2 separate regions of the Sus scrofa genome follow, and region 1 is linked to region 2. The links are chromatin contacts, called in public HiChIP or PLAC-seq maps. All regions are on one chromosome and are shown on one strand. Each heading gives the region's core, a stretch centred on a gene start, on an enhancer-like site or on the middle of the called end of the contact. The rest is flanking DNA. Distances are from core to core; before and after follow the strand shown.

Evidence for each region. HiChIP or PLAC-seq counts read pairs in DNA pulled down with a chosen protein or histone mark.
Region 1: a contact with region 2 is called in an H3K27ac HiChIP or PLAC-seq map of alveolar macrophages. The contact joins two enhancer-like sites. A contact is called at or near these places in 1 of 5 promoter capture datasets (liver), 23 of 47 Hi-C or Micro-C datasets (alveolar macrophages, blood, embryonic fibroblasts and 11 more) and 1 of 2 datasets of contacts at active chromatin or transcription factors (alveolar macrophages).

What each region holds. Positions count from the first base shown.
Region 1 is chr9:33,183,559-33,189,279 of Sscrofa11.1, forward strand. No RefSeq gene overlaps it. Among named protein-coding and RNA genes, the nearest start is that of TMEM123, 26 kb to the left of the region's middle. Within about 2 kb of position 2,408, at least 18 of the 83 cell types and tissues checked have an H3K27ac peak or open chromatin away from gene starts, as enhancers often do. A contact at or near this core is called in alveolar macrophages, where this site is marked.
Region 2 is chr9:32,977,503-32,983,509 of Sscrofa11.1, forward strand. No RefSeq gene overlaps it. Among named protein-coding and RNA genes, the nearest start is that of BIRC3, 23 kb to the right of the region's middle. Within about 2 kb of position 4,344, at least 12 of the 83 cell types and tissues checked have an H3K27ac peak or open chromatin away from gene starts, as enhancers often do. A contact at or near this core is called in alveolar macrophages, where this site is marked.

The DNA of each region.
Region 1 (5,721 bases), core at 1,158-3,657, 200 kb after region 2:
ACATTGCACTGTAATTTCCAAATGCTATATTGATCAGATTTGTTCTATGATGGCTTGTAAAAAAGTTAATTAGCAGCTCTCTCCTGTTTTCTTATTGTCTAAATAACATTCAATATATATGTTCCTTGATGATTAAAAAAAATTCACCCATAAAAGCACTGGGGCCTTGCACTTTTTGTGGGGTAGGCTTTGAAGTGGGATGCTAATATTTATTTAGAATTCTTTCTTGAGCATTGGGTGTACTTAAATTTGCACAATTAATAACATACAGTAGACAGTCAAAATACGGTAGCTTCTTTATCTTCAACTGGAAACAGAGAAGATTGCAATGAAGATACTTGAGAAAGAGCCCAATATTTTGAAAGCAAAATTTTCAGAAGATTAATGTAATAGCAACGTTGAAAAAGAGAAGTATTAGAGAAGTCCTGTAGGAAAATGCTTCTCATTGGTCATGGAGAATCAGTTTATTTTTTTAATTTTTAAAACCTATTGCAGATCATTTGTTAAGAAAAAGAAAATTTAAACAACTGGTATACAAAATACAAGCCCGATATTCTAGTTTTAGATTTAACAGACATAAAATCATTCTCTCAAATTGTTGTCAGTGTTTCTAAACAACAACTTGCAATTTCTGTACTTACCTTGTGTTGGACTGGGAACAAACCTTTCATGGAAGGTCCCTGGTCCCCACTGACCAGGAGATTGTGAATAATTCCTCTGTCAATGCTGGCCAAAGCCCACAGGAACCCATCTGTTTCTGAGAAAGCTCGTTATCACTCGTTGTAGCAAGATGAGTTACATAGCCTGCAACATCTTGGTAAAAACAGTTGTTCCTCCTTCCCTGCAGGGGGTATGTTCCAAGCTCTCCTGTGGATGCCTGAACCTGCAGATAGTACTGAACCCTATATTTACTGTTTCTTCTTATACATACATACCTATCATAAAGTTTGATTTATAGGAGTTGACATTGTGGCTCAGCGGATTAAGAACCTGACATAGTATCCTTGAGGATGTGGGTTCAATCCCTGACCTTGCTTAGTGGGTCAAAGATCCAGTGTTGCTGCAAGTTGTGGCATAGGTCACAGAGGCAGCTTGGATCCAGCATTTCTGTGGGTGTGGTGTAGACCTCAGCTGCAGCTCCGATTCAACCCCTAGCCCAGGAACTTCATATGCTTGCAGGTGTGACTGTAAAAAGAAAAAAAAATTAATTTGTAAATTAGGCACAATAAGAGATTGACAATAACAATAATAAAATAGAATAATTACAACAATATTCTTTGTAATAAAAGTTATGTGAATATGGTGTCTCTCAAAATATCTTATTGTACCAATGTAATGTCTTTTCCATCTTAACTAAGCCCTTACCATGCACCGTGGTTATAACTTCGGCAGTTTGAGATGCAACAGCAAAATTGGCATATATCTCTTTTTCCTTCTTCACAATTTCATGGAGAGAAGATTTGTTCTTTCCATAAATCTTGACAGCTTCAGCGTAGTATTTTTTTTTCTTTATTGAGTCTCAAACTTTCACTTTTTCACTTAAAGGAAGCCCTTCGTGGCTCCTCTGGCAGATCTGAATTGCCAGCATTACTACTCTTGCACTGTGGCGCTCTTGTTAAGTAAGGGTGACTTGAATAGAGGCACTATCATACTAGGCCAGTTGATCTGATAACCAGATTGGGCACTAAGTGACTAAGGGGAAGGATAGCTGGACGATGGGAGGATTCACGTCGTGGTGGGGGGACGGAGCAGTTGGTGTGGGATTTTGTCACCCTACTCAGAACCAAACACAATTTAAAATTTATGAGTTATTTCTTTTTGAAATTTTCCATTTAATATTTTTAGACTAAGGTTGACCACAGGTAACTGAAACCGCTGAAGTGAAACTGCAGTTAAGTAGGGACTACTACAATTAGGACATTATTTTAGGATTTGGCTTAGGTAATACTGAGAGGTGGGGCTTTGTCTAAGACTGGATGCTGTCAGGAAGTGGGGGCAATTCTTTGATTGGTTATCTTAATCTTACTGGAAAGGGGCAGGAATAAGAAGAACCTAAAACTTTAACTGGCAAAAAGGCGATGGTTGCTCATATTACCTAGGATGGAAAATATTTTGGTTATTTTTGTGGTTTGGACATGTTCCTGTTTTTGTCTGTTCAGATGTGATTACGGAGTGGCCTTGTTTTTGCTCTGATGACAGAGTGGCCTGGGTCTGATGATGTTCTGTGAAACTGTTTATGTTCTACGCCAAGACCTAAGCCTGAGTGCCAGACCAGCTCCCGATATCAGGGACTACTCTTCTCTTTCTCATCTTTATAAGGGGACAAGGGTCTGTCTAAGGGTAAGATCATTTTATTTGAAAGATAAAGGAACAGGATGTGGTAAGCTGCTAAGGCAATACAGAGTCAGTCCTCAAACTTTAACAAGCATCAGAATCACCTGGCAGATTAGTGAAGCCATCACTTGCTGGGCCCAACCCCCTTGTTCTGGTTCAGTAGGTCTGGGTTGGGACTTGGGAATTTGCATTTCTAACCAGTTCCCAGGTGTTGCTGATGCAGTCAGACCACACTTTGAAAACCACTGCAGTAGATGGAGTTATCAAAGGTGAGGATGATTACAGGGAACAAAAGAAGACCTATTGTAGTTAGCTGCAGCTCCCAAGATAAAAATCTAGAGCATTTTCCTAGTCATACTGTGATGCAATTCTAACCCTGGACTACACAGTGCATTTTACTATTTTAAATTACAAGTCTTTGAGGGGGACCTATACCCGGGAACATTCTTTCCAACATAGTCTATGCAAATTGTTGCCTACTGAAGTTTGGACTTAACATGAAAGTGAATTTATGTATTTGTTATCCATTTTCCAGGAAGTCTTCAATTTAAATAGGCAGATCCATTTTAGGAAAATTGGCTAGAAAACCAGTTTTTCAAATGGATTTTCTGAAAATTGGCTGATTTGCAAATAGTGTATCTACTGAGTGCAAAGTAACCCTTACCATCCCCTGTTAACTCTTCCACTCCATCATAAGACAGAGTTCCTTATAAGGTGTGTAACTGCCTATGCTTTTTTTTTAATGATGACTTTTATTTTTTCTATTATATCTGATTTACAGTATCTTGTCATTTTTCTACTTTACAGCAAAGTGACCCAGTCTCTCTCTCTGTCTCTTTCACACACACATATGTATTCTTTTTCTTACAGTATCTTCCATCATGCTCCATCACAAGTGACTAGATTTAGTTCCCAGTGCTCTACAGCAGGATCTCATTGCTTATCCATTCCAAATACAGTAGTTTGCATCTGTTAACCCCAGATTCCCAGTCCACCCCACTCCCTGCCCCTCCTCCTTGCAACCACAATGCTTTTGAAATATTTCAATGTCTTTACTAAAATTTTGACATTGCTTACTTATCTTTTTTCTTTTCTGAGATATTTGGTGAAAAAGAAAGTGGTAAATTGAGGTGGGAATGAGTGATCCCTTCTTGTTCTGAAAAATTGATATTAATTTAATTTCCTCTATGTTTGCTTGATATGGGATAAAAGAAGAGCAGTGTACATGGATCTCTTGTGATTCAGCTGGCTTACCTCTGTATCAAATAAAGAGTCTGTATAAGAACTTATTAATGTGATTTTTATAGCTCTTTTAACAAGTTACAAACTATTAACTCTAAAAGGATATCAACAATCTGGTAATTCATAAAAAACAGCTCAAACAAGTATAAATTATTCCTATAGAATTAGGAAGCTTGGCCTTCTTTCTAAAATAATTTCATCACATCTCTAGAGAGACAGTGTTTGACAAGGAGCTAGATTTTGCAAATCTGGTTAAGTTTTTTTCAGTTTAGCATTCAAATAAGAATTCAAATAGAATGAGATGATTAATTTTGGGGTTGTGGTGGGTCTACCTTTGATTAGCTACTGGACAAGGATTAGGTCTTGCTTGATAAGTAATGTAACTTCTGTTTCTTTGTGAAATGAGGAACTTAGACTAATTAAACTCTAAGGAGTCTCTGAATGCTTTAATGTTCAAGTTATTATACTAGCCCTAGAGCTGTAGGTTTTAATTATATTACGCTCATCTCTTTCACAGCTCTTCTTAATTATTATTATTATTATTGTCATTTTAGGGCCACGCCTGTAGCATATGGAGATTCCCAGGATAGGGGTTGAATTGGAGCTGTAGCCGCTGGCCTAAGCCACAGCCACAGCACTGCCAGATCCGAGCTGTGTCTGCAACCTATACCACAGCTCATGGCAATGCCAGATCCTTAACCCACTGAATGAGGCCAGGGACTGAACCTATATCCTCATAGACACTAGTCAGATTCGTTTCCACTGGGCCACGACGGGAACTCCTTCTTAATTATTTTTTAATGTTAGAAGGATGTTGATGATAAAGGCATGTGTGGAGATGGCGAACATCTGGGAACAGATGAGGAAGAGCTGAAGGACTGGAGATTGTTGAGCTTGGGAGAGAGGAGGTTCACCGTGGGGGAGCTATGAGATTTCTTGGAAAAATATGTGGATCTTGTCCTGTGAGGAAGAAAAACCTATATTCTAAGATCAAAGTGTGGAAATTACTGGGAGACAAAATTTGGTTCAGTGTCAGGAAAAACATTTCAACTATTCATTCAAATATTTCTCAGTATTTGTTGAGCACTTACTATGTGCCAGGCACTGATCTAAATTCTGGGATTTGCCAGTGAACAAAAGACAAAACCTCTTATCCCTATGAGGTGTGTGTTCTGTTAGGGTAGTCTTATGTGGCAGTCACCGGCTCTTTTCAAACAAAGATGGGCTGATCATAGAGAATATGGTGGCTGGGATTTCTCCTTGGGCCTGGATAATTGCCACAGTCTCTAAAGTCTCCAATGGTAGGAACAGTAATCATAACATTTTTTTTTTTTCCCACTGTACAGCAAGGGGGTCAGGTCATCCTTAGATGTATACATTGGAGTTACAGTTTTTTCTCCCACCCTTTCTTCTGTTGCGACATGAGTATCTAGACATAGTTCTCAATGCTATTTAGCAGGATCTCCTTATAAATCTATTCTAGGTTGTGTCTGATAAGCCCAAGCTCCCGATCCTCCACTCCCTCCCCTCCCATCAGGCAACCGCAAGTCTTCTCCAAGTCCATGATTTTCTTTTCTGAGAGATGTTCATTTGTGCTGGATATTAGATTCCAGTTATAAGTGATATCATATGGTATTTGTCTTTCTGGCTCATTTCACTCAGTATGAGAGTCTCTAGTTCCATCCATGTTGCTGCAAATGGCATTATGTCATCCTTTTTTATGGCTGAGTAGTATTCCATTGTGTATATATACCAAATCTTCCGAATCCAATCATCTGTCGATGGACATTTGGCTTGTTTCCATGTCCTGGCTATTGTGAATAGGGCTGCAATGAACATGCGGGTGCATGTGTCTCTTTTAAGTAGAGCTTTGTCCGGATAGATGCCCAAAAGTGGGATTGCAGGGTCATATGGAAGTCCTATGTATAGATTTCTAAGGTATCTCCAGACTGTTCTCCATAGTGGCTGTACCAGTTTACATTCCCACCAGCAGTGCAGGAGGGTTCCCTTTTCTCCACAGCCCCTCCAGCACTTGTTATTTGTGGATTTATTAATGATGGCCATTCTGACTGGTGTGAGGTGGTATCTCATGGTAGTTTTGATTTGCATTTCTCTTATAATCAGCGATGTTGAGCATTTTTTCAT
Region 2 (6,007 bases), core at 3,094-5,593:
TTAGTACTTTCCAGTCTTAATAAGGCCAGATTTTCTTTCTTTTGTTGCTAAATGTGCCATGCCACATCTTCTATTCTTGCCGCCAGATGGATGTGATTTAGCATAGTACTACCCCATCAGCATTTCTCTTCAAACATGTCAGTATAATGCTGAGCTGGAGCCTGTATAAAAGGTAATTAACCACAAAGACAATTATAGTTTAAGCAGCTGTTTAAAAATCTGAGATATTGTGAAAAGTTACCATTTAAAAAAAACACGTAAAATTTTCTGGAATATCTTGACCTTTTATAACTAACCTACAATACATGACTGTGTATTTATGATGATGAAATTATGCTCTGAATTGACCTCACGCTAGGTTTTTTTTTTTTTTTTTTTTTTTGGAGTTTCACAGTCTTTGAAGCTATACTCAGAAAAGGAAAGAAAAGTAAAACTACCATGAAGCTATAAATTATGTTTTCTTTTTTTAAAACTGAACCATGTGGGTTAGGCTTTTGCTTTTTTACCGCTAGAAGGTGCTAATATCACTATTAAACAGAAGTTCACTGTTTAATGTTTCAAGTGTGACAAGCATGTGAAGAAGCCTGTGAAGAAGCCTGGTGACACAAATTATTGTGTTTCATTTTGAAAAATTAACCAATATTAGTTTTATGTGGAAAGACAACATACAAAGTTCTGGTTTTTTGCTCTAATGGGAGAACACCTAATCATAAATGCTCTCATTAGTTTTCAGTCTAAAAAAGTAATATAAAGAAGGAATACATACAAAAAATAAAATAATCTTTTAGTCTCTCAAATATATTAAAGTACACTGAGATTTACTCTTTGTATGTTGAGATGACTCAGTGATAGTACTTGAATTTTGTATTGAGGTGGAATATCTGACAAGTGAACAGAAAATGAATGAGTAAGGTGTTCACCTTAACACTCTTTAAAATACTGTATGATGGCTATATCAGCGGAACACTGAGTAATCATAAAAATTATGTAAATCTGGATTTATTATCGTAGAAGGCTACCATGCAATATTTTTAAGTTAAGAATGCAGGAGTTTCTGCTGTAGTGTAAGGGGATCAGTGCCATCTCTGCAGAGCCGGGGAGGCAGGTTTGATCCCTGGCCCTACAAAGTGGGTTAAAAGGATCCAGTGTTGCTGCAGTTGCAGCATAAGTCACATCTGTGGCTGGATCTGATCCCTAGGCCGGGATCTCCATATGCTATGGGACAGCCAAAAAAGAAAAAAATTCAGATTACAAAATAGTAATTCAATGTATAATTTGAAGAATTTAATGATAGAAAAAGCATGGCATATGTTCACCAAAATGATGACATGATTCTTTGTAGTTATTTTCTGGTTGTGTGATCTTGAGACAGATGTGACCACTATGTACCTTCAGTTTCATCAGTAACAAATGGAGGCAATGATACTTCATAATAATACATGCAAAGCACTAAGCAGAGTGTTGAATACACAAGTACTCAAAATATATTAGCCATCATAATCATTATCCTGTCTGTATTTTATGATTTTATGAGCATGTATATGTTAATGTTATAATCAGAAAAGATAATGAACTTTTTAAAAAAGATAATGCACATTGGGGAGGAGGGAACATAATTTATTCCCATCTGTAAGAACAGTAAGTCGGTTCCCATTTACCCAGAATGTTACATAGTCCCATCTTTTTTTTTTCTTTTTTTTTTTGGTCTTCTTGCTATCCCTTGGGCTGCTCCCTCGGCATGTGGAGGTTCCCAGGCTAGGGGAGCTATAGCTGCCAGCCTAGCCCAGAGCCACAGCAACGCTGGATTCGAGCTGCATCTGCAGCTTACACCACAGCTCATGGCAATGCCAGATCCTTAACCCACTGAGCAAGGCCAGGGATCGAACCTGCAACCTCGTGGTTCATAGTCGGATTCGTTAACCACTGAGCCATGACAGGATCTCCCATAGTCACATCTTTTTAATGTCTGCTTTTCTGGCTATCCTAAACAAGAATTCATTTACCATTTATGGATTAACTCCAGCATTAGGTTTTTTAGTGTCAATTTATCCTAAAGGGTAAAACTTAAATGTTACTAAGTCTAGCATAGAGTAAGGAGTTCAAACTATATTGCAGGTGCAACAAAAGCAATTTAAAATTCTTGATCCTAGCGACACTTTGCACCACAACTCTTGGTAGATAAGGGCTCACTTTCATTTGGAACAAAGACACTTAGGTAAATGTTTGGGTAAGTGGTAGGTACCATAGAATGGAGCTGGGTGTTGATTGGGTGAGGGCTTTACAGGGAAAAGGAAGTGTGTGCTCTTCAGTGCGAGGGGAAAGATGGGAAAAGGGGAAAGCTGAGGGCAGAAGAAGAGAGGAGGGAAAGAGAGGGGAGAGTGGGTTAGATGAAGAGAAGGGAGGGGAGGGAAGAGGCTGGTTGGAGGACTGAAGGAAGGACTTCTCAGAAATGTCTCAGTTGTTATGGGCAGTTGGTAATGGGATGGACCCCAGTGATTCTGTAAAGTCTGTGTGCTTCGGTTGGTGGGAAACGATGAGACGGATAGATTTCATATCTTTGTGGTTGCTGGTTGGACAGAGATAGCTTGTGCAGATGCAGGATTCCAGGAGCATAGGGGATCATGAGACCACATGTATTTCCAGAAATTCGCAGAAAACTTGGACACCCCTAGGCCATGAAACTTGGGCTCAAGACCATCTAAATCTCAAGGGACAAGGGAGGGAGGGCTCCAGGTAGCAGCATTCAGATTACATAAAGGGGTTGTGTGTGTGTGTGTGTGTGTGTGTGTGTGTGTGCGCGCCTGTGCATGCAAGTGAGAGCAAGAGAGGGAGGGAAATTCACAAATGGGAGGAGAATTGGGGAATGGAGAGAGAAATCAGTTGTGCTTATGAAAAATCTAACTACAACTATATCTGAAATCCTGTAATGGTCACATTTCATGCAAATATAGACTCTTCTGGTTTCCTCCCTGCTTCCAATTAGTAGTTGAATGTATTACCCAATCAATATCCCTGACAAGTGGATATCTCAAGTCATAGGAAACTCAGTGCTTTGGGGGGTAGAAAGTCCTTCTTTTGAAAAATGTCTGTGGTTAGGAAGGTTTTTGTTTTGCTTGTTTGTTTCTTTTGTCTTTTTAGGGCCACACCCGCAGCATATGGAGGTTGCCAGGCTAGGGGTCCAATTGGAACTACAGCTGCCACAGTAACATGAGATCTGAGCTGAGTCTGTGACCTACCCCACAGCTCATGGCAGCACAGGATTCTTAACCCACTGAGCGAGGCCAGGGAATGAACTTATGTCCTCATGGTTGCTAGTCAGATTCGTTTCCACTGCACTGCAACAGGAACTCCTGTTTTGTTTTGGTTTTGGGGGGTTTTTTTAGGGCCGAGCTTGCAGCATATGGAGGCCAGGGATCGAACCTGTGTCCTCATGGATACTAGTCAGATTCGCTTCCTCTGAGCCACTTCAGGAACTCCAGGAAGTTTTTCATATTAAATTAACAGTTCATTCATGCATTCATTCATCTAATAAATACTTATTAAGTATGTACTATGTGCCAGGCACTGTTCTATGCATGAGGATTCACAGAAGCTGCCGGGACAGTGCCCTGGCAGGAGTGGCAGTGCAGCAGCGACCTGCACCCACCAGCAAGGCTGAGGCCACAAGGCCACAATGCCAGATCAGTGCCAGTGACTGAGGAGACCTTTACTGACCACTGGGAGAAAGACAAGCCACCCAGAAGCTGCCCAGGGGAAGGGATTTGCATGGGCCAAGAATTCCAGTAATTATAGAAACTGGAGGCTGCTGTCATCATGTCCCACTTTCCAAAACCTATTCACACTCTTCATATCCCAATCCCATGCTGGAATGGCCAAGTTAACACAGGTTACATTACAGATCACATCTCTGCAATATTTTTTTTTTGAGCTATTTTATGCGGGGGGTGGAGGTTGGCTATAGCACAGATCTCACCTGTTGAGATCTTAAGTTCTAAGACTATTATCCATTTTACTGGCTATCAATCCTAGATTTTACTGCAGTATGAAGTGATGAGCAGTCTCTTCATGATGAGAAGTATCTTCATGCAATCTATTCATTATAGTCACTAAAATATTGCAAAGGACAAATTTGAGATCAGATCCCAAGACATCATCAAAATCTGCAGGGAGAAAAAAAATTGTTTGGCAATAATCAGGTTGGATTGTACATTAGATGCAAACTAACACCACTTATGCCATCATCCAGCCAGTTCCTGTTCATTTTGCTGCAAAGATATGGTGAGAGGCGTTGCCAAGGGCTTTGATGAAATTCAGACATCTGCAGTATTACCACCAGTCTCCTAAGCTTATCAAAACAGGAAGTGGGTGTGTCGGACCCAGATCTTTCCTTGTGATTGCAAACTCTCATGGTGATCACTTCTTCATTTTGTAAAAGCTTACACACTACTGTTTGACTAATTCATAGTAGAATCTCGCTTAAGACGATTTTTGCATTTATTTCCCCCAAATTTTCTGCAGAAGTTCCTTTCTTCCATTTTATGAAAATTAGAACGTTAGCTCATTTCCAGTTCCTACACTATTTTGTGTGATTTTCAAAAATTATTATGTAAGTAATGGTTAAGAAATATGTTCTGCACATTTTTTTGAAGTCATTTGTCCAAGACAGGAAACAAGAATAATTTAGAGTTGTTACTGCTTTTTATAACTCCCTCCCTATATTTTTTAATTTTTATTTTATGTTGGAGTATAATTAATTTACAATGTTGTGTTATTTAAGGATTTCAGGTATACAGCAAAGTGATTAAGTTATACATACACCTCTATCAATTCTTTTTCTGATTTTTTCCACATGTAGGTTATCACAGAATATTGAGTAGTGTTCCCTGTATACAGTAGGTCCTTGTTGATCATTTTACATATAGTAGTGTGTATATATTAATCCCAAACTCCTAATTTATCCCTCTCTCCACCTCTCCCCTCATTATCTTTTTTTTTTTTTTTTTTTTTTTTTGTCTTTTGTCCTTTTAGGACTGCACCGGTGGCTTATGGAGGTTAGGGGTCTAATTGGAGCTACAGCTGCCAGTCTACACCACGGCCCCAGCAATGCTGGATTCAAGCCACGTCTTCGATCTACACCACAGTTCACCGCAACACCAGATCCTTAACCCACTGATGAGCACAGGGATTGAACCCGCAACCTCATGGTTCCTAGTCAGATTCATTTCTGCTGTGTCACAATGGGAACTCTGGTCCTGGCTTTCTTTTGAAACCCAATTTTGACCTTCTATTTGCTACGCATTAGATTCTATCTTTCCTGACCGACATAAGTTTGGTCTCATCTCATTATCCCTCATTGCTTTCAACTAAATCAGACTATCAAGCTTTCACTTCAGTTTTTTGGTCCCATCCTCTGGAAACGGCTACCTGGTTAGTGTTTCTCCCAGTCAAGCCTGAATCCCCTGCAGGGGGGTGGGAATAGATGGGGTAAACATTAGTAAGAAAATAACAGAGGTCAAGATAATGAGGATTTCCCATCATGGAGCAGCGGAAACAAAGCCAACTATGGACTGTGAGGAACAGCCTGCATGTTCTGGCTGTGATGTAGGCCAGCGGCTGTAGCTCCCATTCGACCCCTAGACTGGGAACGTCCATATGCCACGAATGCAGCCCTAAAAAGCAAATAAATAAATAAATGAAAGAAAAAAAATTTAAAAAAAGAAGAAAGCAAGCCAGGACCAAGTAAGTACATGTAAGGCTATTGGATCAAATTCAGTGGCTGCTAACCACGTGGTCTCCTGAAAATTTGAAATGGGCTAGCACCACTGAGGAACAGAATTGTTACTTTCAGTTTAATTTAAACTAATTGATTTTGAAATTTAAAAATTGAACCAATGTCATTTTTTTTTCTTCATTAAATACAACCCCAATGTCCTGAGAGAACTATGTTTCACTTTAACCATTGAATCACTTAAGGTGTGATGTAGGTAGCATGCATCCTTGGCCTGTG